Linked DNA regions of Mus musculus: region 2 is linked to region 1. The links are chromatin contacts, called in public HiChIP or PLAC-seq maps. All regions are on one chromosome and are shown on one strand. The core of a region is the stretch at or near the end of the contact, and the rest is flanking DNA. Distances in the headings are between cores, read along the strand shown. Region 1 overlaps Gm33728 (a long non-coding RNA gene). Region 2 overlaps Hbs1l (Hbs1-like (S. cerevisiae)).

Region 1 (5,842 bases), core at 1,966-4,465:
CCAGGGTGAATATAATCCTGATGCCCTGTCAGGGGCGTCCTTAATCAGAAACACCAAATTGCTTTGTTCGCCTGCAACACTGCAGAAATGAGTTTCACAACCACCTTCCAAACAGAACTGTGAAAGCGGTACTCGCTGGAGTGTGCTGAAGCTATTGGAGAGCATGGAGTTACTTAATTTACTCCAGTTATGCCAGAGAACAACAGTGGATGGGCTGGCTTAGAGATCTGAAGACTGAGGTTCCGGCTCCGTTTGTTCCCTCAGCTACAGGTGTGCTTTGGAGCTAATGAGAATCATAATCATAATTACCAGTGTTGTTATTAACCATGTGATGACCATGCACTGCTTTCTCTGGTGCTTTATTATCTATAGCCCCCATAACTTCTTTTCTCAGGCTATTAAACACCCCATTTCATTGATGAAGAAACTGAGGCTCAGGGAGCCTGCTAACTTCTCCAAGCTGTTAACTCCTAAGCTGTACAGCGAGGCGTAATGATCTTTCTGGTTTATTTAGTTCACTGAGGTTCGGACCATCCCCAGCAAACACAAGTTAAAGGCTTCAGTTTATTTTGGAGGCAGTGGCTTACTGGTTTGGCTTACAGTCCATGGCTGCCATGAACCTGTGCATCAAACCTTTATTCTGCTGCCTGCAGTGTGCTATGTTTATTATTGCAATTTAGAAATGTAAAAATCCAAAAGTCTGGGCCCAGACCCTACCTCCGCATGTACTAACTGTTGGGACATTGGCTTTAATTTTTCTGGGTTCCTGACTCTTTATCTGTACAATGGAACCAGAACAATGCTTAAGTCAAAACATATTAGGGGGCTTTAGGAGAACTGTCCGTAACGTGTTTAAAGCAGCATTCGGCACGTTAAAAGCATTTACTTATTATGTGTATGTATTTGTGCCTGCCTGCGTTGTGGGCACCACAGGTGTCCTCAGAGGCCAGGGGATATCAGAGCCCTTGGAACTAGAGTGGTAGGAGGTTGAGCTGAGCGGCCTGCTGGGAACTGGTGTTGGGAACTGGGCACGAGTCCTCTGTGAGAGCAGTGAGCCTTCTCTCCTGGATCTCTAGTAACTCTCTAGTGCCACGTGTGCTCATCAAAGAACAGACAGTCAGACAGACATGGCTAATTACTTAACATGGGTAAGTGGAAACGGACAGAGCTACCGCTCTGTTTCTGCACGTTCCGTTCACATGTGGTTCCTTGCAGCCTACACCTCTAAGAAGTGGTCCTGTGTACATATTAAAATATTAGGACTTTCTATCACCTGGTGTTCTGTTGAATCTACATTCGCCTGAAAACGGATCAGTGATATCACCTTGTTCAGGACTCACAGCTGAGTTCATGATGGGGATGGGGTTGCGGGGGGGAGTTGAAAGCATTCCATCTAGAAATGCTATTTTTTATTATTCCACCTCTTGTTGTCTCACTAAGTGTTTTGTAATAGAGATTAAAGAATAAGGGTCAAATAATTAGGGTCAAATCTAAAAATGACTCTCAAAATATAATGATTGTCTAAGTGTCTTAACCCTTTGTTTCAAGTACATTATTTGCAGAGCAAATACAGAGCCTTAGACTAGCATGTACAAGGTCCTGAGTTTGCACATTAGTGCAAAACAAAACAAAACAAAACAAAACAAAATGCTGTCATACAAGACAATAATAGATGTTTTCTGGAATTGTTATCTTGTCACTTTCAAGTCCTCTAACATTAATACTCTCTATTAACACTTTAAACTCTTTGTAATCGTCCATGTCTCTTCTCTCTCTGTGTGTCTCTCTCTTTGTGTCTGTCTCTGTCTTTCACACACACACACACACACACACACACACACACACACACACAGAGAGAGAGAGAGAGAGAGAGAGAGAGAGAGAGAGAGAGAGAGAGAGAGAGAGAGCTGCCTAGGTTATCAGGTATAAAATGTACATTAGGGGTTTATAAAGTCAGAAAACACAGTCCTGTTTTAGGAGGAAACACTAAGTACGTGCACTAACATGCAACTCGAATGAGTAAGCACATGCTAATTAATTAAATAATGAAATATCTGCTGCTAGGTTGCGAAATGCTGACTAATTAAATAATGAAGTTCTTGGCAAAATAAGGATTTCTGTCTGCTAAGTCGGATGGGAGTTTTAAGGTGAATATGCATGGGCACATGTTTCCCCCAGTTTGGTTGATTATTATATTTCTTCATTGTAATTCAGAAAGGATACTGAGCTCCCTGCCAGGTATGCTGCTGGGTGGACTTACAAAGACATTAAGGGCCATACTCTGGGGCTGCGGGATACGGAAGGTAGCTTTTGCTACTCTTAGACTGTGTGAGCGTCTTCCCCTAATGAGAGACTTTTTAGATTTTAAAATGTAGAGCCAATTATTTAGTCAAGAGTTCAGGTGCATCGGCAACCACACAGCCAATGAATTAACTCATTAAAGATCTAATAGAGTGAGAAGAGCTGAAGTGGTTAGTGTTTCAGGAGGTTGGCTGCCCCAGGCCAGGCCATTTTCCCTGAAAATACAACCATAATCACACACATGTCAAAACTCATTTAGTATGAAATTGATAGTGGTTTTGAAATTGGTTAGTACTTGTTTAAGAAAAGGCATTGAAAATCTCTCCAAGATGCATGACGCCCCCCCCCCATCCCCCCCCCCCCCCCGCGCTTTCCTCTAAGTGTTCGCTCTCTGAGGTGCTTTGAAATCGCGTTGCTACACTACATCTTGAAATTGTGTGCCTTATAGCTAATATGAACTTTTTTTAAAAAAAAGTTTTTGTTCTTCCAAAATTGACCTAGAATGGAAACTTAAGAAGACATCCCACATTACAAAAGCGTAACCCGGTCTCATGTTAGACTTGAAAGGCTCAGGATATTTAATCTTATTTACATTAAACAATGGAATAAAAAAAAATCCAACAAAGCCTCAAGCATTTTAAAAGATTGTTTTTGGAAATAAGAAAAGCTTAATTTAAGCAGTAAAGATAATTATCACGCTTAAAGAAGAATAAGTGGCAGTGAGAATCACCAAGGGCCATTTTACTATGAGTCACAGTGCTATGTGGTCAGAGATATACTTTTTACAAAAGAATATCCTTTGGTGGTTTTCTTCTGCCTCCAGATTTTTCGCAAATTGTCATGACTTTCTGGGGCTGGGGCTTTCATCTCTAGAAGATTCAGTACACTAGAGATATAACCCTGTGGTCTCCATGTTTCACAGGGTTGATCATATGTATGTATGTGAATCCCTTGTCATGTGACCTCCTCAGCACCTTTCCCACTCCACTCTGTCTCGTGTGCAGACACATAAGATATTCAGTTCATAAACAGGATGGCCTAGTGTGAAAAGTGAGAAGAGAAGGCAGACTACTTCTGCGAGGGAAGGCTACTTGTATCTGAGCATGCTCCCTTTGACTATAGAAAAAAGCCAATACCAGTTTGCTCACAAAGACAGTAAACGATTGCCCTTTGAGGATGGTCTGAAGACTCTTGTTCATTGCATTTGAGAAAGCAATGAGTTAAAGTAGCATTGTGAGTAGGAACTTTTGAGTAGTCAGAACATAGGCTGAAATACTTGGCAGTGCACATAAGGTGTATTCACGGTTTCTCTCATTCGCACCTCGCAGAGTCCTTTGTTAAGGAGGCAGGTGTGATTGGGTGGCAAAGAAAGGGCAGAGTGAAGAGATGATGCTGTTTTCCTTCAATATCTCAGGAACAAAGCAGCAGCCTGTGGGAGTGTCTGTCAACTGGATAGCATATCATTAGCTGTGGTCCTTGTGGTGAGCAACAAACCAGTCCAAAGATTAGACTTACACCAGTCTATGGTCGGAATAATTAATGTAACAAGCAGCCTTTATGTCCTTGTGGACAGAATGGCGGGGACTGGATGGGATCAAAGCTCATAAATGAACAGTGTGTAAATAATAAACACTTAATGAGGACTGACCTCTTGCCAGGCACTTCACTCGTCCTCTTCTCGGATGGTTTTCTATGGTTTTTAAGTGAGGAAATAGAAGCTCATAGTTACTGGCTGGCTTTTTTTCGGGTCCCACAGCAACAGAGAACTCAGAACCTAGGATGAAAAAAAATCTCATCTCATCAAAGAGCTTGGAACGAGGTAAGGCTCAGAGCTAATGCAGTCATCCAGACATTTGAACAATATGTGCAGTCTGGTGGAGTTCTTCTGGAAGTGGAAAGGCCGAGCTGACCTTTCAGAGGAAAGTAGCACAAGGGTGAACATGATGTCATCGTAGCATTATATAGGCCATGGAAGAGTCTCACAGCCACTAAGATTAACTGTCTGCTGTAGCTTAGGGCATGAAGCTACCTACGTCAGAAAACTTGGAGAGACTTTAACATGAGGGTTAGAGGTACCCACCGAGAACTGGACTGGCTGATAAAGGTCTCATGGAGACACCAAATCTTACACTCACTTCTAATGGAATATTAGAACACAGGTATGCATAGAGGAAGAACGATCAACCAAGTAACCCACTGTGAATTGATGGCGTGGTTTAGCAGTCAACAGCATCAATGTGATCTTTACAGACCAGACAAAAATGTTTTTAGTATTTTAAGAAAAGCTGCTAGCAATTAAACGTTGGGGGAAATGGGTCAGTGAGATGGCTCAGTGGTAAAGGCATCCGCCATCCAGCCTTAACACTGGGGATTCACACTGGGGATTCAATCCCTGGGACCCACAGAGTGGAAGGAGAGATTTCTGTGAATGCTCAGGAAGTAGTGGTTCAGTAATAATGATGCAAATAAGACTCTATAAAGTCAACCACATGCCATTGACAAGGCCAAGGGAAGAAGAGAAGCGACAGCTAGGGCTGGAATACAGAGGTTGTTAAAGTAACAGAGCTTTAAAAATATAGGTTTAAAAATACAGGAAACAAAACGGGTCGGGGGAGAGTCCTAACCTACTGGACATAGATAAAGGAGGAGAGGACAAAGACAAAGGAGGTGGCAAGACCTTAATGATGAAGCTATGGGGAGATATTGTTTCCTTGTCTACAAAAGAAGTCCACAGGTTTAGTCAGGGGCCCTAACATAAGGTCACTGAGCACAGGGAAAGGAACTGTCCTGCCTAATGCCACCTTCCATTTCTCATAGATTGTGTTTGCTTACATCTTAAGATTTCTAAAACTGGGGTGCAGTTTATAGCCCTCAAGCCATTGGCAGCGACGTAGCAATCACGCTGCTCTTGTCACTGCTAGCACAAACATTAACTGGGGGCAGCTGTGTATATTGCAGCTTAGTCAAAAAAATTACATGAAGTTTTGATGGTAATGTGTGAAATATAAAACGACATTTTAAAATGTATGCTATTATTTAGCATTAAAAATAAATGAGAGTGTGTATAAAGAAAAATAATATAAACAATAGCAGAATAAAAAACATCCAATATTGATTATATTTCTTTTCTACGGCTTGTGTAAAAGATTTATACAAACTTGGTGGTTTAAGACAGCGCATGCTTATTACAATGTATTTTTATAAATCAGAAATCTGAGAGGCTTCACCAGGCTAAAACTTAGGATGTTGGTATGGCTGCATACAATTTCCCAAAGCCCTGAGGTAGAATCTGTTTCTTTGACATCTGCAGCTTCTAGGGTCTGTACATACTCCTTAGGTCGCAGGCTCTTCCTCCCCCTTTAATCCCCACAGTGGTAGACTGACTGTGTAAGTCACATCTTTATAATCCTGCTCCCTGCTGGTTCAAACATCTTCCTCTGATTTTGACATTGGCCTGGGAAGGTTCTCTGCTTTTAAGAACTCATGTGATTAGATTAAAATCACCTAACAAAAAACAAAAAACATAACAAAGCCAAAACTA
Region 2 (5,842 bases), core at 2,301-4,800, 74 kb after region 1:
GTACACCTGCAGACATACGTATACTTTTTATTTTCACCTCATAGCAATTGTTACTACCCCTGCAGACTTTTTCTCTTGCCTTTCCATATTTTTAAATTATCTCTATTCTTAGAACTTTTCGTTTTTAATTTTTGTTTACTTTTTTCTGTTTTAACTTCAGTAAGTTTTAACAACATATGTATATATATTTATCTAAAAGCAGAATTATATGTATTTATTTATAGACTACAGAAAGTAGTCCTTATAATCATTGTTACTCTTGATTCCTATTTTGCCATTTCTTAAATTTTGGCTTAGTTTGGACAGTATTTCTTCTGTCACCCATGGTGGCCCACAGTTCACTGTGTAGCCAGCCCATGCTGACTGCAGCTTATACCGTTCCTCTTCAGCTGCCTCGTTGTTGAGCTGGTTGACAAGGTGTGTACCACTGCTCTCAGCTCTTGGGTTATATTTTAGAAGATATATATATTTTTTTCAGTTTTTAAAACAAGTTTGTCAGTCTTCTCAAGATATTTTGTTTGAAAGTTCTGATTCATGTTAATGAATATGAAATAATTTATTCTAATACCTTTGACAGAGTCTTATTTTTTAGCTTTGTGTCTTTAATTCGGTGATACTAAGGGCTAACATACTAAATTTGGTTTCCCCACCAACATTTTTACCTTTTATAGAAAAGTAGGTTTACTATTAGCCCTGTTACATACAAAAATTTTTTTATACAAAATTTTTCTCTATCTTGGGGTGCTACTAATACTTTTGAATTTCTTTTAGGTTTTAATATTTTTGTAGATTTTGTTTTTCTGATTTATTTTCAAGTAGCTTTCTTCCCCTATTTAAGTTTAGAGAATGGATGTTTAGTGATCATAAAGCATCTCCGAGTCAAGGCAACACTGTTTCCATGGATACAGAGGCTTTGCTAGTGTTGCTAAGTATTAGTGTTCTCTTGGGTGTCAGTATCAGTCTACTGTGATGTACAGCCCCTTGAATCCTCTCCACCATGCTAGATTCTGTTGGCCATCATTTTATGACATACACACATAAAATTAGTTTATATTGTTGGTTTAGAGCTTGCTGTGTATCCAAGACTGGTTCAAACTCAGGGTCCTCCTGCCTGAGCCCTCTCAGTGCTGAGTTTACAGGTCTGTACCACCATACCCATCGTTGTTTTTTTAATGAGTCCTTTATCTTCTTCTCCTCTCAGAATATCACAAAATAGTTTTTGAGTTATTAGGACATGATTATGATTTTGTGCTTTATATTTTCATGACAAATAGCAGATTGAGTCCCTTGTTTGCTGTAGTACCTTTCTTATTTTCTGTTCTTGTGTGACTAGTATATTGGTTACTGTCTTTGTTGCTGTGATGAGCCTTCCAAGCAACTTGGGGAATATTTGGGCTTATGGTGTGGGGGTAAAATCCACGAGGCCAAAAGCATAAGGGTCAGGTTCTAAAAGCCTGTGACGCATTTCTTCACTGAGGCTGTACCTTGTGAAAGTTTCAAATCCTTCCAAAGCCCTGTCACTAGCTGGGCTTTTTTTTTCCCCCTGTCTGTTAAATAGAGGAGTCTGGGAGTATCTCAAGTTAACACAGCTAGCCAGTCTGATTCGTATCTCTTGTAACTTTCATTTTATTTCTACCCTTCCTCTCTGTGCAGGAGCTTTCTTCCTGATCCTCCTTCTCCATCTTGTTGATTTTGTCTTCTTCTGCATGCTTGAATACGTTGGCTGTATATGTGTGGGGTGCCTGGTTCCTTGCTGAGGTCGGGGAACCATCAGATCTCGAACAAGCCACCATGTGGATGCTGGGAACCAGATCTAGGTCCTCTAGAGGAACAAAAAGTGTTCTTTAGCTGCTGAGACATTTCTCCAGCCCCCTTACTCTAGTTCTAAAAATCTTTTATCCTTTAAGTTCTTCTTAGCTATAGTATCTTTACTATTGTTCATGCTAAAATATAAAATTATTTTCTGGTGGTTGGAGAGAGAGCTCAGCGATTAAGAGCACTGGCTGCTCTTCCAGAGGACTTGGGCTCAATTCCCAGCACCCACATGTCAGCTCACAACTGTCTGTAACTCCTGTTCCAGGGGATGTGACACCCTTGCACAGAAATACATGCAGTCAGATCACCAATGTACATAAAGTGAAAATAAATTAGATCAAAAAGTATTTTCTCATTCATATTCTGCATTCTTTGTCTGCTGTTAAGTTTTCTTTATTTTTCTTAGAGTATCTCCATGTCTCAGCCCCGTTTGAATATTTTTTATTTGAGGAAGAGGGAAATCATTTAGTTTAAAAAAATATATTTAGTTCATATTTTAAATTCTGAAGCCGGGCGTGGTGGTGGACGCCTTTAATACCAACACTCGGGAGGCAGAGGCAGGCGGATTTCTGAGTTCGAGGCCAGCCTGGTCTACAGAGTGAGTTCCAGGACAGCCAGGGCTACACAGAGAAACCCTATCTCAAAAAAACCAAAAAAAAAAAACAAAAAAAAAAAAAAAAAAAAAAATTCTGTATGTGTGTGGGGTTGTATGTACACATGAACACAGCTTCCACGGGAGCCAGCAGATGGCATCAAAATCCCCTGGAGCTGAAGTTACAGGTGGTTTATCCAGTGTGTGTCCTCAGAACAGAACTCACGTCCATGCAGGAGCAGGAGACACACTTAACTGCTGAACCATCCGTCCAGCTGCTGGAAGTTCATACTCTACAGCATCACTGAAGAGTAACGGGGAGTGTGCAAGGCCAAACTCAGGCCGTCTTGTATTCTTGACCTTGCTATATTCTACTCTGGATTCAGGCTCAGCACAGTTTTATAAATACTTCATTTTCTTTCTTTGAGACATAGCTTAAACCTCTTACCTTTAATAGTAATTCGTGTTATTTCTAAAATAGTGTATTAAATGTTATCTTTCTTAATTTTGATAACTCTGTTAACATATATGTTAAAACATGCTGGTAGAAAATGCACATAGCCTAAGAATGGGTCACCCATACAGTTCGTATGAGTGAGTTGTTAAATGAGTGTATGAGAGAAGATTTAAGTCAGCACAACCCGTCAGTTCTCTGATGTGCTCACCTTGTCACCTCTGGGGTGGCTCACACCTTTAATCACAGCACTCTGGAGAGCAGAGGCAGGCTCATCTCTGAATTCTAAGCTAGCCTGGTCTATAGTGAGTTCCATCCAGGACAAGCCAGGACTATACAGAGAGGGACCTCGTCCCCCCCTCCCTCCCCCCAAAAAATCATGTCTCAATAGTGGCTTTATCATGCAGACCCCGTGTTGTGTATCTGTACCAGGTGTGACTGCGGAGATGGTGTTGTTTAAAAGTATCCTTAGACCATGGCTGAGTTATTTCCTACGAGTGCCAAGCTCCTGTCTAAGATCCCTTGCTCCTCCTTGTGCTTCGATCCCTCAGGCTTCAGAGTGGAAGCGAGGGAGTGGTGGGGATGGGCTGCTGGTAGGAGCTGCAGCCTCTCTCCTCTCTCATGGCATCCTGGAAGTGTCCTGTGATTGGTCTGAAGACTTTACAATGAAGGGTTAAGATGAGAGTCTGACTGCTACTCAGTTTATGTGACCTTGCAGTAGTAATGCACTAAAATAGATTTCATTTTACTGCAGTCAGTTCTGGTTTTCTAGGCTGTTAAAATAGGCATAAGTAAGTAACTTCTCTAATTTTCCATTATAAATGTATTTTCTTGGAAAGTTTTCACTAATTGATCCTTTACTGAGTATTTTTATTCAAACAATAAGAAGAATGTATACATCTTGTAAAGATAACTGAGAATGAATTGGCTTTGTGCTTACTGTTATGTGGGAGTTTTTTCAGAGGAAGTGGTTGAATTCAGTGAAGAAGCTTAAGTACTCCGTAATGTTCTCAGAGTCTCTTCATATATACACCTACACTGGAAAAATTGAAGCATGAATTGCTTAATTTAAAAATAATTTACTTTAGATTCTTAAAGCTTTTTTATTTAAAGCATATAAGTTACTTGAATATTACATAGAACTTCCTTTTAATCCTAGTAACTTTGTTTTTAAAATTATCAGGATTAAAATTAGATATATTTACATACAATTATTTCATTCTATGGCAATGATAAGTCTTTCAGTCTTTGAATACATGCTACTTACTACTGAATATTTTAGTGAGGAACACAGTGGAGGGAGAGGAGAGATCAATTCAGTGAAACCAGGTTTCACTACTTCTATTCCTTTCTAGAAAGACTTCAGAGAGAAGTATGCCAGCGTCAGGGTTACAGAGAAAGTCAGAGCTCGGGCTCTCAAAACCCAAAGGGTGGGAAGCCTGGGATGTTTGCTCACTCCTCCTGCGTCTGCCTCACAAATGCTGCAGTTGCAGCCATGTGCCACTCTAGCTAGCTTCCTTAAAACCTTATTTCTAAGATTGTATTTTTAATTATGTATGTGTGCTTGCATGCACACACATGTGTGAATGCAACTTATAGAGGCCAGAAAGAACATCATATCCTCTGATTGGAGTTATAGGCAGGTGTGAGCTACCTTCCTGAAGAGGCTGCCGGGACCTGAACTCAGACCTGAGAGGGCTGTATGTGTGCTTTACCCCTGAGCCCATGTCTCTAGCCCCCTTGAAGAGCTTTGTAGTAGCCCACTGAGGCGGTGTCTGGTGATTTTATTTAACCAAATACACCTGAATTTAAGTTGTTTGTTGTGCAGTCTCAGTTATTTCGTGACAGGTATGATTCTGTTGTGACGCTGAGAGATGAAAGGGGTGGCTGTTGTAAGATGTTTATTAAACTGATTTTACATAGAATTTTGAGTCCTAATAGCATTGCTGAGGCTCTTTAGTAAAGGGTTTCATTTCACACTGATGAGTGTTAATTTGTATGGAAGTTGTACCTGTGAGTGAGCTGCCAGGTGCGGGGACAGATATGTGGCACTTCTTGGGCAGTCATGACACCAGCTGTCAGAGTGCCTGAAAACGGTGGTACCTGGAGCGGTTTGCTGTGCGTTAGCATTGCTTCTGTACCATTTACTGGAGAGGTCGGAATCTGCCTCACAGGCTTCTGGGAGAAGCAAGCTCCCCTGTGATCTTGCGAGCACAGCATCTCACAGGTGGAAAATGCCCAAGCTGAGGCAACCGCTCTTGGTTCTCAGAATCCCCTTTAGTGAACTGAGGCACTCGCTTTGCCCAACTGACTAACTCAGAGATTTGTAGTTTAGATGAATTATCTGCTAACTTTCCACTACTTGCCCATTTTTTAGCACTCTAAAGTATGTTCTTTAATATACTCAAAACATATACAGAGATTTTTTTTTTACCCCCTCAGGGAAATGGTTGTGAGCTACCGGGTGGGTGGTAGGTGCTTGGCAGAGACCTCAGATCCTGCAGCTCCGTGCTGTCAGCCCCAAGCTCGCTTTAGTTTTGAAAGCAGTCTGCTCACACACAATTCTTAGAGTAGTCGTGATGTTAGATGAGTGTCAAGTGTTAGGTACTCAAAGTAGGAAATTCATGGGGATCTTAGAGAAATCTGGAGTGAAAATGAGATAAACGCCCACGATAGAGTGCTGAAGAGCAGCAGTGTACTTGTATAGATGGCTTTCCTGGGTGGATGTGGGTGAGGATTTAAACTTCTTCCTGTAATGTAGGAAAGGCTTTAGTTTTCAGGCTATTATAATTTTGGCCTAACAAGCAAACTTTTTGGTCAGATCAATAATAGTATTAATAAATAAAATGTGGTTTTGTTCAGATATGTGAGTTTGGTTTTTTTTTTTTTTTTCTGTGCATATGCACATATGGAGGCCAAAGGTCAGTCTTTGGTGTCATCTCAGGAGTTACTCGCCCACCTTGTGTTTTGGAACATGGTCT

What was found. HiChIP or PLAC-seq counts read pairs in DNA pulled down with a chosen protein or histone mark.
Region 2: a BATF HiChIP or PLAC-seq map of CD8 T cells shows a contact between it and region 1, with 13 read pairs. The contact joins two enhancer-like sites. A contact is called at or near these places in 1 of 15 datasets of contacts at CTCF or cohesin (large pre-B cells), 4 of 484 Hi-C or Micro-C datasets (the G1E-ER4 cell line, the HL-1 cell line and liver) and 4 of 115 datasets of contacts at active chromatin or transcription factors (the 230-238 cell line, CD8 T cells, double positive thymocytes and 1 more).

The regions. Positions count from the first base shown.
Region 1 is chr10:21,242,001-21,247,842 of GRCm38.p6, forward strand. It overlaps Gm33728 (a long non-coding RNA gene), which reads right to left. Exons shown (of 4, transcript XR_380155.3): 2 at 3,950-4,075. Among named protein-coding and RNA genes, the nearest start is that of Gm33728, 7.3 kb to the right of the region's middle. Within about 2 kb of position 3,216, at least 21 of the 459 cell types and tissues checked have an H3K27ac peak or open chromatin away from gene starts, as enhancers often do. A contact at or near this core is called in CD8 T cells and double positive thymocytes, where this site is marked.
Region 2 is chr10:21,315,376-21,321,217 of GRCm38.p6, forward strand. The region is part of intron 4 of Hbs1l (Hbs1-like (S. cerevisiae)); the gene reads left to right. It overlaps 4930455C13Rik (RIKEN cDNA 4930455C13 gene), which reads right to left. Exons shown (of 4, transcript NR_045352.1): 4 at 3,713-3,899. Among named protein-coding and RNA genes, the nearest start is that of Hbs1l, 22 kb to the left of the region's middle. Within about 2 kb of position 3,551, at least 16 of the 459 cell types and tissues checked have an H3K27ac peak or open chromatin away from gene starts, as enhancers often do. A contact at or near this core is called in CD8 T cells and double positive thymocytes, where this site is marked.